Linked DNA regions of Cricetulus griseus: region 2 is linked to region 1. Evidence: chromatin contacts called from public Hi-C data. All regions are on one chromosome and are shown on one strand. The core of a region is the stretch at or near the end of the contact, and the rest is flanking DNA. Distances in the headings are between cores, read along the strand shown. Region 1 has its middle 9.5 kb from the start of Capn2. Region 2 overlaps Capn2 (calpain-2 catalytic subunit).

What was found. Hi-C and Micro-C count contacts between places; a contact is called where the count stands out from the background.
Region 2: a Hi-C map of the CHO-K1 cell line shows a contact between it and region 1, with 5 times the contacts expected there. The contact joins two enhancer-like sites. A contact is called at or near these places in 6 of 8 Hi-C or Micro-C datasets (the CHK-Q cell line, the CHL-YN cell line, the CHO-K1 cell line and 2 more).

Annotation. Positions count from the first base shown.
Region 1 is chr5:11,923,847-11,928,933 of CriGri-PICRH-1.0, reverse strand. It overlaps the pseudogene LOC100754457. Among named protein-coding and RNA genes, the nearest start is that of Capn2, 9.5 kb to the left of the region's middle. Within about 2 kb of position 3,698, at least 3 of the 6 cell types and tissues checked have open chromatin away from gene starts, as enhancers often do. A contact at or near this core is called in the CHO-K1 cell line, where this site is marked.
Region 2 is chr5:11,964,630-11,969,686 of CriGri-PICRH-1.0, reverse strand. Capn2 (calpain-2 catalytic subunit) reads right to left here. Exons shown (of 22, transcript XM_035445361.1): 5 at 4,159-4,327; 6 at 3,174-3,257; 7 at 1,684-1,769; 8 at 1,114-1,188; 9 at 1-63. Among named protein-coding and RNA genes, the nearest start is that of Capn2, 31 kb to the right of the region's middle. Within about 2 kb of position 3,311, at least 2 of the 6 cell types and tissues checked have open chromatin away from gene starts, as enhancers often do. A contact at or near this core is called in the CHO-K1 cell line, where this site is marked.

The DNA of each region.
Region 1 (5,087 bases), core at 2,449-4,948:
GCAGAACTCTCAGCTACCTCTCCAGTATCATGTCTGCCTACGTCCTGCCATGATGATAACAGACTAAACCTCTGAATCTTAGCAAGCCCCGATTAAATGCTTGCTTTTATAAGAGTTGCTATGGTCGTGGCATCTCTTCCCAGCAATACACTGACTAATACAGGATGGTTCTCAGTCAAACAACCTCATCACATTTCCACCCACTGGGCCCCATCTCCTAAAGGTTCCAGTATCTTCTAATAGTGCTGCAGGCTGGCATCAGCCTTTTAGCCTACAGGCCTTTGACAGGCATTTAAAATCCAGATCAAAGGCTGGAGAGATGGCTTGAAGGTTAAGAGCACTTGCTGCTCTTGCAGAGGACCTGGGCTTGGTTCCCAGAGCCCATGTGATGCCCTGCAACCATCCACAATTCCGGTTTCAGGGATCCAATGCCTTCTTCTGACCCCTGCAGGTACCAAGCATGCATGTGGTACACATCCACACATGCAGGCAAGAGACATACATAAAATAAGATGAATAAATCTTTGAAAAGACATCCAAGCCACAGCAATCCCATTTCGCCTGCTTTCTGGAGTACCTGCTTTATGATAGCTGAGACTTGGTTTATGTGCTTCCTCTGCTTCCTGCTGCGGTCGATTGGGGGTCAGGTGTTATTTTCTTGCTGTTGTTGGCCTGCCTCGGTGGTGTAGCGTCACTGCTGTGGCCTCATTTATTCCAGAGCTTTGGTTCCAAATACCGGTCTGGCCCTCAGTCCCCATCAACAGGCCCTTTGGTGTCCACTGGTCTGTCAAACAGAGAATGACTCAGTGACCACACTAAGAATTTGCTTGACTATGGATCTGAGTCTTTAATTTCTTAAGCCTTGGTTTCTCTGTCTGTGAAAGAGGGACCATGACATCCACAGTACTGACAAAGTGCTCAGCAACTCTCAGGTGGACGAGGCTTTTGGATATAGCTCCGGTTGCTGGCGCAAAGCAAAGGAGGGCTTGGGCTTCCTGGCTGCAGAATTCAGCCCTGGCTGTGGCATGCTCATCCGGGATGTTTCACAGGTGAGGAGTTGCAACACAAATGTTGTTGGATGGAACTGCAGAGGTGGTCTAGTTCAGTGGTTTTCGTCTTGACTGTGGAGCAAGCGAAGTGTCATGAGAGGGTGGGTTGTGTGTGTGTGTGTGGTTCTGTAATTTTCTTTCATGGCCAAGAGATTTTGGAAAACGCTTCACATTCAATTTGCCTTTTTTTTTTTTTTTCGAGACAGGGTTTCTCTGTGTAGCTTTGGAGCCTATCCTGGCACTCGCTCTGGAGACCAGGCTGGCCTCGAACTCACAGAGATCCACCTGCCTCTGCCTCCCGAGTGCTGGGATTAAAGGTGCACGCCACCAACCCTGGCTCAATTTGCCTCTTGATGAGCCATAATGATGTTGGTATGTTAAGGACTCTGTGTTGTAATTTAAGAAAAGCAGCACAAGAAGAGAAAGATGCTGTTCATCAGGGTCCAAGCAGAGGTTTGGCTTTTTTTGTTTTTTGTTTTTGTTTTTGGGAAAAGGATCATAAAAAGGGGAAAGGGGAGGGGGGCTGGAGAGAGGAAAGGGGCAGAGAGAGAGAGAGAGAGAGAGAGAGAGAGAGAGAGAGAGAGAGAGAGAGAGAGATGGGAGAGGGAGAGAGGGGTGGGGTAGGATGGAAGGTGGGCAGGGCCTTTTTTAAAGGAAACAGTGAATAGGCGCAGTGGTGCTCTTAGTGGCTGCAGCTGAGGTGTATCCTGTCTGAACCTCAAGGGCAGGCCAAGACAGGTGCCTGAATACTAACACTCTGACCAGTCCAATAGCAAAGAATTACGTTTAACTGAGTGCACTAATTCGTGTCCTCTAGAAAGCAAATTATCCTCTGTAAAAAACAAAACAAAAACCAACAACCCCTCACACACAAAGTTAGAAGTTGTGATACGCGATCTTCATTGTCAGCTTGACACACCGAGGCTGAAGAATTGCCTCTATCAGGTGGGCATGCCATTTTCTTGATTGCTAATTGATGTAGGAGGGCCCGGCCCACTATGAGCAGTTGTCATTCCTAGGCAAGTTGCCCTGCGCTGTTTAAGAAAGGTGGCTGAGAAAGCCAGAGGGAACAAGCTAGGAAGCAATTTCCTCCTTGGCTTCTGCTTCAAGTTCCTGCCTTGAGTTCCTACCTTGGCTTCCCTCCATGATGAACTGTAACCTCTAAGCCCATTAGACATTTACTTCCTTCAATTGCCTTCTGGTTATGCTTTGTATCACAGCAACAGAAAGCAAACTGGAACAGAGGTCCAAGAGAGCAGGGCTTGGTGATTCACACCTGTAATCTCAACTCCTGGGAGTCTGAGGCACTGGGGGTTGCTACGGGTTTGAGGCCAGCGTGGGGTATAGAGTAAGACAATGTCTCAGAAGACACGCAACAAAAGATGCAAGAGGCTTTGGGGGTACCAACTGTGAAAATATAGAGAGCAGGAGACAAAGCCTTCAGACGGCCAGGAAGACCTTACAAGAGCAATGAAGAGGGAAGAAAAACTGTGGGGCTGAAGGACCCCTAGAGTACAGCGTAGCTCCCAGATGGAGACTCCAGAATAAAGCCAGCTGGGTGGAGCTCTTCCCCGGTAGAAATGGTCAGTCCAAACCTCTGTGTGCTATCACTGGCTGGAGCCGGCTGGGGAGCCCATCTCTCCTTTTCAAATGTTTGCCGCATATTTATTCACCAGCTGCTCACCGCAGCCCACTGAGCCATCCTTGCCACATTTACAGTTGAGAAAACGGAGGTATCTAGAGATCCAGTTACTTCCCCAGGACCCTGCAGCTGGGGAGTTGTGGCTCTGGATGTGAAGACGGGACTGCAGCTGGGAATTCAGGTCCTGGATGTAGAGGACTGAGGGACGGTGCACTGTCACAGCACACTGCAGACTGCAGGGCTGGCTGACACTGGTCACTTCGCTTCTGTGGCTTCCTGACACTCTGGAAGCCTAACACCCTGACTAGTGTTAGGTCACCCCGTCCCCTAGCCAACTCTTCTTTCTCTCTTCTCTCCACATCACCTCCCTGCCCCCCTTCCCCGCCGCTGTCCCGGACACAGCTGCCCTCTCCCCCTGCTTGTGTCTTTGTGTAGGGCATTCTGCCCTGTCTGCCTCAAAACCTACCCGGAGTGTGCTTTTAACTTCCCATCCCAGGGACCACTAGTGAATACACCTAGGATCTGGGGTAAAATAACCAGCGTGCTTCAGCTGGAGGAGACTTCCTCTCTTCCGGTCCCCTCCCTTTTGCCCCTCCCTCTTGCCCCTCCTTTTCTTCCCCCCCTTCCTTTTTTCCTTTATACACCCAAGAAGGAGAGTTTTCTACGGGCTTGGGTTGTGCGTTCATTAGAACATTAGCGTGGGTTCTCAGGCACACCTAGAGCAGGTTAACTGGTGCCCCTCCCTCCATCCCCCCCCCCCCCCGATCTGAAGTCCCGGAGAGACATTCCTTGCACCCAGCCCTCGTGGGGAGCGAGCCTCAGAGTTGTAGCGCTTATCTGAGGCCGGTCCAAGCTCTGCCCATGAGCACCTAAGGAGAGAGGAGGGAAACCCCGGCTGGGGCCAAAAAAGGGCATATTCTGGGAGGAACCTCCGAGCTGAGCCTGGGGCTGAGTCACGCTCAGATATGTGTCCCCCACAGCTTCTGACTCACAACCCAAATTCCTCAATATTCACAAAAGCCGAGGCTCTGAGGGGAGAGCAAGGACCTTCCCTCCCATGCACCTAGTCTAGTATCTGTGGCTGAGCAGCAGGGGTCCGAGTAGTGAAGGCTGACAGCCCAGCGGAGGCCCAGCCCTTGGTGCTAGGAGTGCTTGGTGCCAGGGCCAGGGCCGGGCCGGGTCTGGGGCTTCTAGAATCCCCCGAGGAAGCTCATTCTGCCTCTGCTCCTTCGGCTGTGCCTAGTCTAGTCGGAATGAACTGAAGAGCAGCCACTCTGTCCTGAGCAGGTTCTGTGGGGAGGCCTCCGCCTGCTGACTCATATCCCGAAGGGAGTGCCCCGAATAGACTTGGGACTAATTGAAATGCAAGTCACATTAGGAGTGTGACTTGTGTCTCCTGAGATGTGGGCGCTATAAGCCAGAAGACACAGTTGCGGATGAGTGAAGCTGTTCTCTTGGTACTTTAAAATTTAATTCTATTCATTGTTGTATTATTTTTATTTGTGTATGTGGAGGGCTGCATGCGCCTCTCACAGGGGCCGGAGCGGGGCACTGGGTGTCCCTCTCTACCATCCTCTGCCTTGAGGACTGGGACTCCGTCACATCGTCAGCTAGGCAGTCAGCCAGCAAACCCCTTCTATTCTTCTGTCTCTACCCAGCTCAATGCTGCAGTTACCGGTGTGTGCAGGGCCACGCCCAGATTTTAGGTGGGTGTTGGGAGTAGGAAGTCCAGTCCTCATCTTGTACAGAAGTCATGCACAGTTAGCGCTCTTAACTACCAAGACACCGCTCCAGCCCCCTCAGCTCCTATTACATGACTTCTGTGAGAATACTTGTCCCTGGTGCCACAAATACCTGCCTAACTGTTCACTAGACTGTGGGTTCCTCTCCTCTCTCTCTTGGAATTAATTACTAGCATGTATTAGGTGTACAAAGCAATCGGTTTCATTGTGACGTGACATTCTCAAATATTCACATAAAGGACCCCCCCCCCCCCGCCCTTATGTCCTTTCCTCCCTTCTCTTCCCCTTGTCCCCATTCTTGGACCTGGACCCTGGTACATTCATATGTTGCTATTATTTTCAACTTCTGATTCTGAAACTGAGTGTGGTGGTACCTTTCTGTCATCCTGGCACGCCAGAGGAGGAGCACGGATCGGAGAAAATGTGTGTGTGTGTGTGTGTGTGTGTGTGTGTGTGTGAGAGAGAGAGAGAGAGAGAGAGAGAGAGAGAGAGAGAGAGAGATACATAGAGAGAGGGGGGAGAGAGAAGGAGAGGGAGAGGGAGGGAGGGAGAGAGAGAGAGCGAGAGAGAGAGAGAGAGAGAGAGAGAGAGAGAGAGAGAGAGAGAGAGGAGAGGGAGAGGGAGACGCTTGTTTTGCCCACCACGGTGATCTTT
Region 2 (5,057 bases), core at 2,062-4,561, 41 kb before region 1:
TCAGGGGTCAGGTTGCAGATCTCCAGGCGAGAGTAGTGCCTCAGGAAGTCACCGAAGGACATCCTGGCAAAGCAGAGACAGTGTGTCTGCCCCGAGTTACAGGAGACACGGAGCCAGCCTTGGCCTTCTACCTGGTCAGACTCGGAGCTGGGTGAGCCCCAGTGGTAGGCACTAGAGCCACAGACTCAGAAATCTAGCCCTGTAACTGCCACTTTCCAAGTGGGTGACTTTGAGCAAATGGATGAGCTCTCTTTGCATCCCAGAGCTCTCAGATGGGGAATGAAAGCCATGAATAAATACCAGCTGAGACTACACATGGGCTGTCAGGGTAAACAGTAACCATGGCAGGTGTTCCGTGGGCGCAATGCACACACGCGGTCCTCCTCTGTTCACTAAGGAACTGGTTTCTTTCTTTCTTTCTTTCTTTCTTTCTTTCTTTCTTTCTTTTTTTAAAAGACTTCTATTAGTTTTAAGACTTCTTACACTGGTTTGTGTGCACCACATACATTCAGGAGCCTGGGAAGGTGAGGTCCCCCGGAACTAGAGTTACCAGCAATTGTGAGCTACCCTGTGGGGCTGGGAACTGAACTCGGGTCTGCATTGGCAGAGAGAGCTCTTAACCACTAAGCCATCCCTTCGCCTTGGGGTTGGCTTCTTAATGAGCCTGGGTATCTCTTTAGAGACTAGTGGGAAGAAAGGTCCCATCTTTGTTTTCTCTTGGGGTCTGACCATTACTGAAGGAATTTCTCTCAGTCCTTGTGACATTGCTCAGAGTATTAACCTCACTACTGAGATGGACAAATTGAAGAGATTTAAAAGTTGTTTAGGAATGTATGGAGAATTTTTTCTCTGTTATTGGAAACAAGTTCTTGCTAGATAGCCTGGGGTAAGCAGCTTGGTCTCTGATTTGAGAGCCCTCTGCCTCAGTTTCTAGAGTGCTGGGATTACAGAAGTATAATGCCTTGCCTCGCACTTAGGAATGGCAAAGCTAGGATGCCACACCAATGCCCTCGGCATGTTGAATACATTTCTGGCGGATGCTCTGGTTAGCAACTTTCCTATGAGGAGTACACTGGGGGCGGGGCTCTTCCCCCGGAGCCCCCACTGTCTTACCAGAACTCTCCATCCTCCTGTCGTTCAGTCAGCCTTGCCCTCACTTCTGGGTCAACCGTGTTCCAGCTGGGGCAGCTGGAAAGCAAAGTGATAGGAGACGCCTTAGGAATGAGTGTGTGACAATGGCCATTTCTCTCCACAGTCCCCAAATGCTAAGGAGCGAGCACACCCACTCTCCCTGCTGAGGGCCTAGACCTCCTGTAGGAGGCTATCATACTCCACCTGGACCCAGACCCCACTGAGAAACACAAAGCATAACCAAGGAGCACAGAACCTAGTACATCCATGGGACCCACTTGATGTGATCAGTGAGTGACCACAGAACCTCAATTCTTGGCACCTCACACAGTGCCTCCTCTCTGGGCTGCAACAGGTCCTAATAGAATGCATGCACCCTGACCTACCCACACCCTGGCCCACCCCATACACTGGCCCACCCACACCCTGGTTCACCACACCCTGCCCCCACACTCTGTCCCCCACATTCTGGCACATCCCATACCCTGACCCCCCTTCCTGAACCCTGGCTCACCCCTCCCCCTCCCCCACCCCACCCTGCTCCCTTCTCACTTGTCATTCCATTTCCCGGTCCACTCTACTTGTCCCCAGGGATTCCGGATTCTGATCAACTTCTGCAGGCTTCCTGAGCTTTCAACCTGAAAGAGCCAACGAGGCAGAGGCTGAGGACCATGCATGCTGTGGAATAGCCCTTCTGTACACTCTGCAGGCATGTTGCTTGTATTTTTAATAAAAAGCTGATTGGCTGACAGCTAGGCAGGATTTGGGGGGCAGAGAGAATGTTGTTGAGAAGAAGGGCAGAGTCAGAGGAGATGCTCTGAGATGCAGAGTGAGCAGGGTGGGAAGTACATACATGAGGTAAATGAGCCTGGGGCAGCACAGAGATTAATAGAAATGAGTTAATTTAAGTTATAAGAGCAGGCTAAAAACAAGCCTAAGCTATCAGCCGAGCATTTATAATTAAGTCCCTGTGTGGTTATTTGGGAGCTAATCAGCAGTCCTTCAGAAAACTCCACCTACACATGCAGGCTTGGAGGGGCTCGGACCTACACCCGCCTTCGTAGTGAACCAAGTGGGCAGAGGAGCCTCACAGAAGCTGGGAGGGGCTTGACCCTCAGACTATCACTGTTGCCCAGGTTTGGAAAATGAGAATTAAACTCCAGGCACCCAGGAGGCTTCCCCCTAAATTCCAGGGAAGCCAGATCTATGTACTCAGATTCCATCTGAACACAAAACAAAACAAACAACATCACCTCTCCAAAGCAAAAATAAATAACTACACCAAAGAAAGCTCCCAAGATCTGGCTTTAATCTTTGTTAGCAGCCTGAGGTGTAAACAGCCTGGGCTGCCCTGGTGTCTGTGTTTGGGTGTTATGGCTAACCCTCATTTAACTAGCTGGAATAGGATGTCCTTTAGGGCTCTCAGAGAAGCTTTCTCATTTGCTTAAAGGCATTGGATGAAAAGGAAGATGCAGAGTTTTTGTTTGTTTGTTTGTTTTTTTGTTTTGTTTTTGTTTTAAGACAAGGTTCCATTGGGTTACCCAGGCTGGCCCTGAACTCATGGTTTCAAGTGACCCTCGTTCTCCGCACTGAAGTAACTGGGACTACAGGCCCATGCCACCATACCTGCAGCTCACTTGTAAATAGCTAGGAAGAAAAAAACCAGCCATGCATATGGAGACAGAATAAGTGGCAAAACTTAGCAATGTTGAAATACACATAAAAAAAGTAATCTTAAAAAAATCCAAAAAAAAAAAAAACCCAACAGCCCTAGCACACGGAAGACAAAGGCTAGGATTGCAGATATGAGGCACCATGCCCACTAGCATTGTTTTAAAGAGTATAAAATACCAGACAGATGCGAAGTGCTGTGTTTGGGTTTTGTTTTAAAAACGGACTCAGACATTAAATCTGCAGCAGCCTCTGTAGCCAGCAGGGGGCAGCGCGCGCTGGGCTGATGCGAGCCTGGAGGCCCCACCCAGGACAGCCACGTGCCGGGGTGCCGGGGTGGGGGTGGGGAAAGGACTCCCGAGGTCCAGTACCTCCTCGGCTCCGGTGACGGAGTACGCATGTCCTTTCACCAGCTTCTGGTACGTGACTGCCTCCGAATCCGCAGCACTGGTGATCTGCAAACACAGAAAGCAGCTGCTCCAACTCTAATACAAACCGCCCAAGGGAACGCACAAGGCACGGGGGCGGGGCCCAGCCTGGGGAACTCTGCACATCCATCCTGCCACCTGGGGGAGCCCCGTGCCACTTTCAGTTGCTGATCGCCAAGGAGCAAGTTGGCGCACCCATTCCCGCTCCCCCAGCCATCTTCTGGATGGAGAGGGCGTGAAGGGACTCCCTTTCGAGGCAAGAGCCCGTGGGGGCCCTAATGACAGACACCCAGTGGGCATCTGTGGCCAAGATGCTCTGGTCTCCCACGCCACCCCGCCCAGCTCATTTGCACACGATGGCAATTTTATCTCCAGCCTCAGTTCAGAAGCCGAGTATTGGATCGCTAATTCCTCAAAAACCACTTCTTTCCCACCATTTGGGCACAGCCTTGGGAAACTCCTGGGGCCTGGACCATGCCCACTTTCCGACATCTCCCTGTTGTTGCATCTCCCCTGCAGAGCTATTTTGGGGAAACAATTCCTTCTGGTACTCTCTAAAGTCTTCTCCAGGTCCCATGGGCACTGGGGCAGAGTGAGAAGCTGCCGGGCAGCTCACACAGCCCTGAAAGTGGGGGAGAAGGTCTCGAGACCTGCAGAAGGGGTTGGGGGACTTTCCTGGGTTCTGTGAGTCGGGTGATTCAGAGCGGAGCTAGAATGGAAAATGGGCTGGGGACAGAAGGGCTGGAGGCACCATCTCTATACCAAATGCACTCAGACAGCCTTGCTATTGCCTAGCAACTCCTGGCTTCTAGAGATGAGCAGCAAGGAGAACAAGGGATGCGCTAAAGTTCTTAATAGCTCCTGGATGCTGTCAGGGCTTTCCCTAAGCCACAGTAGACTGGGCGTTTCCAGGGTGTTGAGGACTTACGTCGATGGAGCAGCCGAGAAGAGAGCCTTTCTCCAGAGCCTTCTGAATGATCTTGAACAAGTTGGGAGGAGGCTTCCTCAACTCATACCACTCAGCAATGCCTCCTGTGAAGTCTTCAAAGCCCTCTGTGGTGGCTCCGCCTGAGAGTGCTTCATAGCACCCGTTGATCCTGAAGGAGGGGAATGCAGGCTGACACTCACTGCCCTAGATGCTGCTGATCCGTGTGCCCTCATCCCCCCAAAATGCCATCCCATTCCAACTCAGATCCCCTCCCTCACGGGACCCCAGAGATCCTCCGCTTTCATTCTCCTTGTCTTTGTCTCCAACTTGGGGCGCCCAGGAAGGCAAGGCGCTGTCCCCCTAATTCCGTTTCCTCCATGGCTATGACATGTTTTCAAAATTGTCCAGCACCCTGGAGTTAGAAGAACTTAGTGACAATCTGACCCAGCCTCTGGCATTGACTCTCCCACCACACAAAGGGGAGGTTGGCTAATTGGCTGTTTGAGAGTTACATGCTTAAAAAGACCCAACTTCCCAGAGAAGCACAGGGTGGGTTCCTGTGGTCAGTCGCCGGGCTTCTCCATCAGTCCTTGAGCCGAGGACATGAAGCCCAGGGCTATGGGGATTCTAAACCCACCAGCTGCTAAAATTGTCTCACCTTGATGCAGGAGCCACTAGCATCAGCAACCGAGGCCCCTGGGCAGAGGGCTGACACCCTGAGTGGGCCCAGCACAACTTTGGGCAAGCTGGGTGAGATGTAGCTAGGACTGGAACTGGGAAACCATTCTTACCAGCCAGGTGGTTTGTTTTGAGTGGGTTTCCACAATTTTCCTACCTCTGCAATGGGTAGTTTTGCCTCCTGGCAAACCTTTTGCTCTTTTCAGTTGAATAGACAGAGT